Regions from separate parts of the Mus musculus genome. Here region 1 is linked to region 2. The links are chromatin contacts, called in public HiChIP or PLAC-seq maps. All regions are on one chromosome and are shown on one strand. The core of a region is the stretch at or near the end of the contact, and the rest is flanking DNA. Distances in the headings are between cores, read along the strand shown.

What was found. HiChIP or PLAC-seq counts read pairs in DNA pulled down with a chosen protein or histone mark.
Region 1: a contact with region 2 is called in an H3K27ac HiChIP or PLAC-seq map of the HPC-7 cell line, with 6 times the contacts expected there. The contact joins two enhancer-like sites. A contact is called at or near these places in 4 of 484 Hi-C or Micro-C datasets (the N1E-115 cell line, embryonic stem cells, gonadal supporting cells and 1 more) and 5 of 115 datasets of contacts at active chromatin or transcription factors (the HPC-7 cell line, bone marrow-derived macrophages, embryonic stem cells and 1 more).

The regions. Positions count from the first base shown.
Region 1 is chr10:42,142,803-42,148,320 of GRCm38.p6, reverse strand. No RefSeq gene overlaps it. Among named protein-coding and RNA genes, the nearest start is that of Gm40630, 64 kb to the right of the region's middle. Within about 2 kb of position 3,935, at least 11 of the 459 cell types and tissues checked have an H3K27ac peak or open chromatin away from gene starts, as enhancers often do. A contact at or near this core is called in the HPC-7 cell line, where this site is marked.
Region 2 is chr10:42,067,110-42,073,006 of GRCm38.p6, reverse strand. Gm40630 (a long non-coding RNA gene) reads left to right here. Exons shown (of 5, transcript XR_871601.1): 3 at 348-4,486. Gm51798 (a long non-coding RNA gene) reads right to left here. Exons shown (of 3, transcript XR_003948997.1): 2 at 2,146-2,289. Among named protein-coding and RNA genes, the nearest start is that of Gm40630, 12 kb to the left of the region's middle. Within about 2 kb of position 4,311, at least 39 of the 459 cell types and tissues checked have an H3K27ac peak or open chromatin away from gene starts, as enhancers often do. A contact at or near this core is called in the HPC-7 cell line, where this site is marked.

The DNA.
Region 1 (5,518 bases), core at 2,686-5,185, 76 kb before region 2:
TATGGAGATCACAGCTCAGAGCTCACAGCTCCACAGCCCCAGAGTCTGCTCGTGCTATTGCATTGGCTTTGGGAGGCTTAGGAAGCCTGCAAGGCGGCTGCTGTAACCCTGCACTCTGAAAGCTGGACACCACGTGAGCACTGTTCCCTATGGCTCCGAGCCTTCTCCCTTCACAGTCTCCATCCTCAGCTATGGGGGGTAGGGGGGTGATGTGTCGTTTTTCTCTGGGGGAAGAGGTATGCTCGGGCTTACAATTTCAGAGTATTTCCCCATCATAGTGGGGAGAGCATGGGAGCTATGGCAGCCTGGAGCTTATGATGAAGTCTCTTCACATCATGGTGATCAGGAGGCAAAGTGGAAACAAGACTGACCTCAGAGGCCAGTCCTAGTTGCCCATGTTCACTAATGAGGTCCCAAGTCAGAGGTTCCACACTCCCCACGCAGTGCCATCAGCTGGGGGCCAATTGTTCAAACACATGAGCCTGTGAGGAGGTGTTTTAGAGCCAAACCACAGCAGGTGGATACAATTATGATTTCCATTGCATAGATGTGGAAACAGGCTTGGAGGTGGGCAGGTGATTACTCAGGTCCCAGCCTTCCAGCTAAAGAGCTGGTGTTTAGATCCACACCTGCCAGATCTACTTGTAATGTCTTCCTGGAACTTCTTTCTCACACTCAGGACAAAAATGGAAGCTGGGCGTGGTGGCACACGCCTTTAATCCCAGCACTTGGGAGGCAGAGGCAGGCGAATTTCTGAGTTCGAGGCCAGCCTGGTCTACAGAGTGAGTTCCAGGGCTACACAGAGAAACCCTGTCTCAAAAAAACACACCAAAAAACCCCCAAAAATGGCCAATCTTAGTGCACACATTATGCCTGTGCATCCCTGCAGGTGAGAGATGGGCTATTCATTAAAAATGTCCTGAGACAGTCAAAATCTTACAACTGTCCACTAAACACAGGGGCCTGACATGCCTTTGTTCAAAGACCAAGCTGGTCAGCGTGCAATATGGACACCAGAGAGAGAGAGAGAGAGAGAGAGAGAGAGAGAGAGAGAGGATGAGAATGCTAAGCTCTGGCTCCCCCTTGCTCCTTTGGGAATGTTCCGGAATGGGAAAGGCCAGCATGCCATCGAGCCCAAGGTTGGCATGGAGATGCTAGAGCAGTAGGGCATCAGGGCAGCTTGCTTGGTCACTGTTGTTCGCTTCTCACACACCACAGCAAGCGTGAGGCAGCCCAAAAGGCCAGAGTGGCAGAAGTCGCAGTTACCGTGAACATTCTGGATCTGGTGCATGATGGGATACCAGCATCTGGTGCATGATGGGATACCAGCACATGGGATACCAGCACAGTGTGGGGCGTGCTCTCCAGAAAACCCTGTGTGCTCCCCAGAAGAGCTGTGAGGGGCACATCAGCTTTTTCCTCTTCAAATCGGGCCACAGAGCTGGCAGATACTGGTGATTCAGCACATCTACATTTCAGCAAGATGGTGGGCAGGACCTTCTTTAGAGACCAGCCTGGAAAAGTGTGAGCTAGAAGTATTTCTACTTGCAACTTGACCTCAGTAGAATCCATCAGCCTGAGGGTGATTGGTCTGATCAGTACCCAATAGAAGTCTTTGGTGACGTTCAGTGCTCTACCAGAGCCTTGTTGTTCTGGATATTGGTGATCAATAGCTTGAAGGACGATACTACAGCATTAGGGGAATGATCAACAGTTTGTGACAAACAGGCTCTAGACGGCTCCTTGACAGAGTGGGGATTTAAAGATTGTAGCTGAAAACACAAATTAATTCAAAGGGGTCACGGCGTAGCACGGGGTTCAGGGAGCCTTTCTCCTTCGGGATGTCAGATCTTTCCTCAGCAACATGTGCAAAGAGCACCTCCCCCACCCACCCAATGCGGCCTGGCCAGCAGCCACCGGATAGGTTCTGGGACACCCTTGCACCCTCCACCCACCTGAACCTCCTTCTTAGTCCTTTTCCTTCAGCTTGCCTGCTGAACCCCAGTCCCTCCAGATGATCCAGTTGAGCAGCCTCACCTGGGTGGGGCCCCTCATCTTGTGGGCGACACCCTCTTGGTCTCCCCTGTGGCGCTGGGCACACAGTGCTGGGAGAAGAGCAGAAGTGTCTCCTGCACAGAGCCTGTGTGCCATCCATCACTGGCTGCAGAAAGAGTCTGGCTGCCCCACCGGTTAATTCTTATGATGGTTGTTCTGGGTACGAGTGGTGGGCGAATTCATTTCCTAATCCTGATCTCACAGGGAAGGGTAGGGCAGGCAACTCCAACATTGGCTTTAATTCTCAGTCTGCTACTGCAAGAGATAAGGTGGCAGGGCACTGTGATCCTGCAGGAGGATGAGGAAGGGACATTTACTACTATTGTTATACGTGATGAAGACAGGAGGGCACAGGGATGCACACCTATAACCCCAGGAAGATAACACAAATTAGAGGCCAGCTTGACCTACAGTGAGTCCTAGGGCAGCCTGTGCTGTAGAGAGGAAGGGAGAGAGGGAAGAAGGGAGGGAGGGAGAGAGGGAGGGAGGGAGGGAGGGAGGGAGGGAGGGAGGGAGGGAGGGAGGGAGGGAGAGAGGGAGGGGATAGCTACATGGGAAAGGAAAGGTCAGATGAGGTAGCGAGGGACCAGGCGCTTTAGGAGGGTAATGAAGTCATTGGCACACACCTTTCCATAGTGACCATCATGGCCTAGAAAACAGAACCAGGCACACACAAATGGCATGGCTGGACTCAGACTTCTTCATCTGTACCCTGGGCTGTGCCACCTTCTAGGGCCCCTTCTTTGTCTTTCCTCCTTACCTGTGAAACGTAGAGCTGACATTACTGCTCATTGAGAGATCAAGTGTGCTAACGTGAGGAATGTGCTTAGAGCCAAGCCCAGCACGCTCAGCAAATGTTTGTTTAAAACAGCTGAGTATGTGCTGTCCCCAGAGCTTTGAGGGGTGCTCTCCAGATCTGAGAGTTCCCTCTGGCGCTCCTCATGTGGGCCTTGCCCCAGCTTTTGTTGCTTCCACACATCCCTGCCCAAAGTTATGTGTTGCCATTTGAGAAATGATACTCTATTCGCAAGGGACAATATGTTGTTTTGACATCCATAGTCTATACTGTAGATGTGTGCTATTAGATCAGGCTAGTCACCGTACCCTTCAGTCCACCAGCTTATCATGATTGTGTGGGATAGGATTAGGCACTGAAAGCTGTTTTTCCCAGGACGCTTGGTCAGGGGTATTGGTACAGCTAAGGAGACATTTTGACAATGGATTGTTGGGGAGGGCAGGAGGAAGTGTGCCTTGCTTCTGCATACATGCCCATTGGCAGTTTCTGCATTTCTCCCTGAACCAAGCTCCTCTGTAGCTGCAGTTTGCTTCTGGTGGCCACGGGAGGGGGAGGGGGAGTGTCGGGGGGGGGGGGTGCTGGACTTGGTAAGCTCCTCTCCAACTTCCTCCCTCTAGCCTTAGGCCTCAGGCTTTCTCTTCTTGCTGATCTCTGGTCCAGTCATCACGGTCTCTCTCTCTCCCTCTTCCTCCCCACCCCCCCTCTTGATTATTTGCTCCTATCTTGCTTCCAGGAGTTCATATGCCATTGATTTTAGTACTCAAATAAAGTTTAACATGTGACAGGTGTGGTGGAGAAGTCTTTTAAAACCAGTATGGGGCTTGGGAGGCATGGATCTCTTTGAGTTGGAGGCCAGCCTGATCTACATAGCAAGTTCCAGGACAGTCAAGGCTATATAATGAGACTTTGTCTCAAACCAAACAAATACTAACATATGTCACAGTCATTTATGTGGACCCACAGCTGAGTTTCAGAGAGGCAGAGTTTCTTTCTACATTACCAAAGACGAGGGGATGGAACACACTGCTCCTCTATGGCTTACAGCCTTCTGGAAATACCCCTTGGTCACAATTTATAGGAGTGTTGGAGACAGTCGACAAAGCCAGAGGAATGTGGGTGGTTCCTGCCTCCCCCAACAGCTACTTCCTCTCAGGGATCCAGGAAAAGTGTAAATTTCAAAATTCTCATTTCAAATACTTCTAGAAATCTGAAGAGTGAGATTTCTCAGAGTCTACCCTAGACTGTCATTCAGACTGCTGGAGATAAATCTAAATTGTTAGGCTTACTGGAAGGCAGGGTGCGACATTGGGTTTTAGAGCTACAATAAGCCAGGATGGAAGAAAATGCCTGCTACTATCAGAGAATTGTATTGAGATTCAATATAGTTCCCTCTTGCTCTCCCCCTCTCTGCACATCCCCCATTCTTTCTCTACACCTTTGGCTGTGGTCCCGAAGGAGCAGCTTACCATCTCAAGCTAGATAGGATTGATTTATTCCCAAGGCTAAGAACGTGATCTTATCCCTACGCTAGGAAGAGAACACTGGGAGCTGGGCAAACAGAGGACAGGGAGACAAGAATTGTGCTCCTGGGACTGTCCTCCACAATGTAAAAGAAATGCATTTTCTTTTGAAAAATTACTCAGAGAATCACTACACACACACACACACACACACACACACACACACACACCACATGCACACCCACGCACACCCACGCACATTCCACATATATGCACACTCCACACGCACTCACACTTCATACACACTGACCCTCTGCACACACTGCCCCCCCCCCCATCACAAGGCCCCAGCCTTCAGAGCTCAAACACTGTTAGTGGGAAGATAACTAGTGCAGCCACTATGGAGATCAGCATGGACGCTCCTGTGTGACCTGGCTAGGCCACTGAGGACTCTAACTCCACACAAAGATCCTTGCACAGACAACCATGTTGACTGCAGAGCCACTCACAGTGGTCAAGGTATGGCAGCAGCCAGGATGCTCATCAACATATGACTGGATTTATCCAGCCCAAAGGAGGAACGAAGCAGTTACATCATAGGCAAGAAAATGGTTGGAAATGGAGATCATCATGGTGAGTGTCAGGCTCAGAAGGAGAAATCCTGTGGGTTGTCTTTCTTTTTTCTCATATGTGGAATCTAGGATTTATAAAAGAGAGCAGAAATGTAGAAGGGGGTGATATGTTATTTCTCCACCATTGGTCAAATGAGCCAGTTTGAGCCAGATTAGATCAATATTAAAGGCAGGTTTATTGGGAAGTTGCTCTTGGACAAGTGAGATCACTGGCCCCAAGGACCAAAGCCAGAGAAGTCGCCATGTGGGCAGGAGGGGTAAGGGAGAGAAGAAGGCAGGGAGAGAAAGAGAGAAGAAAAGAGGAGAGAGAGAGGGAGAGGGCAAGCAAAAAGTCTGGATTAAATAGGGAGGAGCCCCTGGGGGGGGAGGGCCTCTCAGCCCCTGGGCTGGAAAGTTCAAGGTTGAGGGCAGGGTGTGCCAGGTAGGGACTCAGGAATTCTGGGAGACCTGGAGGCCAGGTCTGCTTTGATATGTAAGATGTGTGCCTCAGTCACTTGTCATGTCTGAAACCAAACAGGGGACCATTTGGTAAAAAGAAGGGACTGGCTTTGGGGGAGTCAATGAGGGAAATGGGG
Region 2 (5,897 bases), core at 3,062-5,561:
CAAAGCCTTTTCTAATCAAGTGACTGGCTTCTCCTTCCGAAGAAGTGAGCAGGTGGTGCCTCCCGAGTGCATGGGGCGGGGCCTGGATTAAGCTAACATGGTTTGAATTCCAGTCTTTCCCTTAGTGATTGGAGGCGTCTGGGGTGGTTTAGATGAACAGTGGAGGACCCTTGTGGAGAGTTTAAGGACCTAGTGGAGGCTGGGATGTTCTGACCGTTTAGACAACCTACCAAGGCTTTGTTCTACATGCTCTTAAGCAGTTCCTCCTCCTCCTCCTCCTCCTCCTCCTCCTCCTCCTCCTTCTCCTCCTCCCCTCCTCCCCCTTCTCCTTCTCCTTCTTCTGGTAGGGGAAAAAATATCTGAATTCCTGGAGATTTGCTTTCGAGGGAGAAAACCTGAAGAGCCAGCATGTTCCTTCACCTCATGTTACATCTGGGATGAAGCGTGAGTCGTAGTCTTAGAGGGCTTGGCACAGACAACAGTTCAGTTGAACCCTGGTATTCTCCTGTTTTTAATGACCTTGCCTTCCAGCCACAGTACCTTGCCACCAGCTTTTAGGTGTTTGTGCCTTGAGAAGAATTCCTCTGACATACATTAGCAGGGCTACTGCAATGTGGACCTTGGTGATCTCAGAAATGACCTTGCACGTAGGCAGGGCTGAAAGTAAGACAATCTCAGCTCTCTTGTAGGTGACTTTCCTGGAGCCACATAGTAGGATCATTGGCCTACCTCACTGGCCTCAAACCACCACGTGGGACAGACTGACAGACTGCACTGTCTGGTCAGGACGACTGTCTTCCTGAGGGACAGATCAGTTTTAGGCTCTCAAAAGCACAACACACCCAGTGAGACCAAAGTGGACAAACAGACCAGGAAGTAAGAGAGTCCCCAAGAACCCCATCCATGTCTGAGGACCATTTTAGGAGACAGCTGCTTGAAACCGGTTCTCACCAGAATTCCTTAGGCTGGGGGAGGGGGGAGGGGCGGGGAGAGGGGGGGGTGGGGTGGAGCCCCGGAGGATTTGCTTTCCTTTGGTCTCTGTCTTCCTCTTCCTCACTCCTTCAGGGTTCTTTCTTTGGAGGGAAATACATTTGCAGCAGGCTGGTCACTGGCTACCCGTGATTCCAGGATGCTTTCTGAGATATCTGCACAGTGCGCATCTGCTTTGTCCCAGAGCCTGGGTGATACTCTGAGGCTGGGGAATCGGACCTAAGATCTAACTGAGGCCTTACTTGTGGACCAAAAAAGCACATTAAAACAGACCAGGGCATCTTTCCCTCTGCCAGCATCCTTTCTGGGTGCCGGTAGGATTCTGAAAGCGTTCTGCTTTCTAACTCAGATGGAAGACCTGAGATCCGCCCAGCACTGGTTCCTTTTATGCTGAGTCAGTTTTTATAAACACTGAGGAAGCATTGTGTGGGCATCTCAGGCATTTTGATGCTAATGATTTAATCTCCCTTTGGCTCCACTAACAGCTGGGGCCAGACATACCATGCTGGTGGCTTAGAGACCCACTGGCAGGTTTGCCCCAAAGGGCCAGGAGGTTGGCACCCCCCCTCCCTTCCCAGTGCCAGCCTTTAGGCTGGAGGAAATGCAGAGGCTGGTTGCCTTTTCTTTATCTCAGTTTCCTTTGGCCATCCCATCAAGAACGGCAGCAGCAGGAGGAGGGTTCATTCATGTGTACCCATGAATATGTTGCAGTCTTCACCTCTGCTGGGTCTCTCTGAATCTTGTTGAGGAGGTCTGTGGGGGCGGGTGAGGGCAGGGCCTTATTTAGGAGAGGGAGGCCCACTGCAAACTCTGTGGGGATGTGTTGGCAAGGAAGGGAGGGGAGACCAGACAGGGACAAAGGCTTACACCAACATGAACGACTTTTTGCAAACAGGTTGATTCTCAGCAGCTTTATCTACCTCATTTTGCTTATCATGAGCAACTGTCTGCTACTTATCCATTCTGCAAGAGGATCCTAGGGCAGCTTGTGGGGAGCAGGTGCCACCCCAGCTTCTGGCTCTGAACTGTTCCAGGTCACGTTTCTTTCTTCAGTTCTACTTAGTGTCTGTGTGCCCCGCCCCCACCCATGAGCAGACCACCGAGGAGAGGAAACGGTTAACATTAGGAGACACTAAAGATACAAGTGTCACCTACAGTCCTGAGGGCTGTGATCCAGGAACCAGGATGAAGGGAGACTGCCACCTACGGGCCAGGTTCCAGGGATGTCCACGTGTGGATTCTAAGGGACGCAGAAGGCCTTCCAGGAATGGTTTGCTAGTTGCTCTTTCTGCCAACACACTAAAAACAAAACAAAACCAAAAAAAAAAAAAAGTGATTCATACAAAGAGGCATTTTCTTCCTGATTTGCAAAAGAAGTTTTCCCACAGGCATGCCATTTTTTAAAGCTAAGAGCTGTCTACACCTCTGAACTCATCATCCAAATTCAATAGAATGAGGTGGGTGCTCCCAAGCTTCTGGCCTGGGGTACAGCTCGGTGGGTAGGGCACTTGTCTGGATCCTCAAAACCTTGAATTGAATCCCTAGGACTGAAAACACAAACAGCCAATTGCACATAATGGAGCAGCTGTCCACTGCTGTCGGCTGTGAGGGTCCGCGGAGGACCCTGATCCAGCACAGCGCCTGGACTGTGTGGCTGCTTGTAGGAATGAGTCCCTGTGATGAATCAAAGACAAACAGCATCTTGCGGCACCATCCCAAAAAAGTAGCAGGAGAAATAAGGATCAGACAACTACCGACTCCACGACAGTAGAGTAGTAGGGTGTGAGGGCCTTGGAGAATGGGCATGGGAAAAAGAAGGGTTGTCTCTCAACGTAGAGAAGAGCTTTACATACAGTAGAGCCCTTGAACTCGGAGCTAGACTGTTGGATGAGGTTAGCTCTGCTCCCAAAGTGAGAAAGAAAAGTCACAGAATGTGAGCGTGGGCTACTGTGTTACGGCGGTCCCAGTGTGGATTATACCACTGCCCTTTGTTATCTAAGAGCAGTGTGTTTGTGGGCATCACACCCCACCATTCCACAGTCTGCCGTTATGTAATCAGATCTGACTCCACACTATCTACTCAACACTGAATGGTTAAACAGCCTGCTCTTGTTGCAGAGAAGGGAGGAATCCAGGTGTTTGGATGAGGGAGTGGTTCTAGTGTTTCTTCGTGGTTTTGAGTGTGTATGATGTGGGTACCTGAAGTCGTGTGTAAATGTGCATATTATGTGCGATGGGAAAATTAAGGGAAGATCATGGTTCTCTTCTACCAAGCCAAAAGATTTAGAGGCTGTGGCCAGCATGGCAGCTCATAGAGCAGGCCAGACTCATCCCTACAGCCATCCCTGCATCCCAGGGTCGTCCCAGAGCCATCCCAGAGCCCCACTCATTGAGAGTCATCACCAATTGCTTAGGAAAGAGAAACTAACAGGTAACACCAGAAACTTCTGGAAACCATTCAGCATTCTTTGTACAAATTTTGTGGCCAGTTCTCATGTTGGCCTCATTTGGTCTCAAGTGTGTCTGGGTGCAGCTCCGTGGTAAGTGCTTACTGAGCATGCCCAAGGCCCTTGGTTCAACTCCCACCTGCAATAAATAAAGACATAAGTCAGACGCTGTGGAGTGTAAGTTCCAGGGCCTCTCCAGACAGTGCGGTATTAGCACAGCTGGATTGAAGGGCCTTTTCCTTTTCATGGATGTGCCTAGCAACCAGGAAGATTGAACGTCTGTACTGTGTACTGATAAGCAATCCGTACTCTTGTTTCATGAACTTTAAATTTCATATAAATCATGTGTTACTTTGCTTCATTTTTAGCTAGTTATGCCCGTTGGATTTACCCATCCCAGAGCCATCCAGCTGACCTGGCTCACTCACTGTGATGAACGCAGTGTTGAACTGCTTCTGTAACCACACTGTTCTCGCTCCTTTTTACTCCTGTGGGTCAGGCGACTTGCTTTCACGGTTAGCTATTTCAGAATACTGAAAAGGACATTCTTCCAGTCCCCATGTCTCTGGACACACGGAAGTGGAATTGTTGGTCAGCTGTTAGCTTCCAAATGTGTCCCTGTGTTTCTCTCCATTCTAATCACCTGCTGGTACTGTCTCACTTCTGGGGGGCATGAAACAGCTTCTGATTGTTTTAATTTGCATCTCTCTGACTTTTAATTTAATAGCACACATTTTCATGTGACCACAGACCATTAAATGTCCTCTTCTGCTACCTGCTTGGTTGCAGTCAGCTGCGGTTTCAGTGTGAAATGTCTCCCACAGCTCTTATTTGAATGTTTGGTCCTCAGATGGTGGCATTTCAGGGAGGATGTGGCGGAGGTGGGGCCAAACTGGAGGAAATGGGTCACCACTGGTAAGTCTAGTAGGTTAGAGCCTGGCCTGCTTCCTGCAGGCTTTCTGCTTCCTGACAGCCAGGCTTTCTGCATGAAGGTGAAGGCACTCCTGAACCAGGAGCACAAATCATTCCTTCTCCTAAGTCCTGGACAGGTATGTGGTCACAGTGACCAAAAGAATAATTAACACACACACACACACACACACACACACACACACAATTTTATACATTCTTTCTTTTTTGGAGGGTTGTGTTTACTTTTTCTTTATAACTTTTAAGAATAGACTGTATACTTTTTATAGCGATTGCTTGGCAATGTGAGATACAGATGTCTTCACCAAGTCTATGTTTGTCTTTTCACTTTGTCAGTGGTATACTTATCATGAAAAACCATTTCTAGCAGGGCATGACGGTACACTCCTTTAATCCCAGCACTGTGTAGGCAAGGGAGGGTGATTTCTGTGAGCTTGAGGCCAGCCTGATCTACAAAGCAAGTTCCAGGAGAGCCAGGGCTACACAGAGAAACTCTGTCTTCAAAAACAAATGATAGAAACAAAGAGAGAGAAAGACTAATTTCTAAGTCATGTAACTCAGTGTATAATTGTTTCATGCTAACTTTTGCTTTTGTCTTATTTAAGAAACCCTGCTTCATTGGAGGGTGTGATGGTTTGTATATGCTTGGCCCAGGGAGTGGCATTATTAGAAGGTGTGGCCTTGTTAGAGTAGGTGTGTCACGGTGGGTGTGGGCTTTAAGACCCTCATCCTAGCTGCCTGGAAGTCAGTCTTCTCCCAGCAGCCTGCAGATGAAGATGCAGCACTCTCAGCTCCTCCTGCACCATGCCTGCCTGGACGCTGCCATGTTCACACCTTGATGATAATGGACTGAAGCTCTGAACCTGTAAGCCAGCCCCAAGTAAACATTGGCCTTATAAAAGCTACTTTGGTCATGGTGTCTGCTCACAGCAGTAAAACCCTAACTAAGACAGAGGGCACATCAATATTTCCTATAGTTCTGGTTGCAGTTTTTCACCATGGCTGGAACTAACTCCAACCCCCCCCCCCCAACACACACAAAACTGGTAAACTCTCTATTGTTGTGATAAACCACTCCGACCAAAAGTAGCTTGGGGAGAAAAGGGTTTGCTTGACTTCCATAATAGAAGAAAGCCAAGACAGGAACCCAAGGCAGAAACTGAAGCAGTCACCATGGAGTAGCGGTTCTCAACCTGTGGGTCTCCTTGGTGCCTTCGGGCATACATATCAGATATTTACATCATGACTAATAACAATAGCAAAATTACAGTTATGAAGTAGCAACAAAATAATTTTATGGGGGTGGGGGAGTCCCCACAACAGGAGGAATCGTATTAAAGGTTGCAGCATTGGGAAGATTGTGAACACTGCATGGAGGACACTATTTAGTTGTAGTCTCCCCTCCCCCAGCCTGAAACCTGCTTGCTCAGGGGTGGAGCTTCCTGCTCATTCGTTCTGCCACGCCCACTGCTGGAACCTGCGGAGCCACACACGTGCACCTTTCTACTGGACCAGAGATTATTCGGCGGG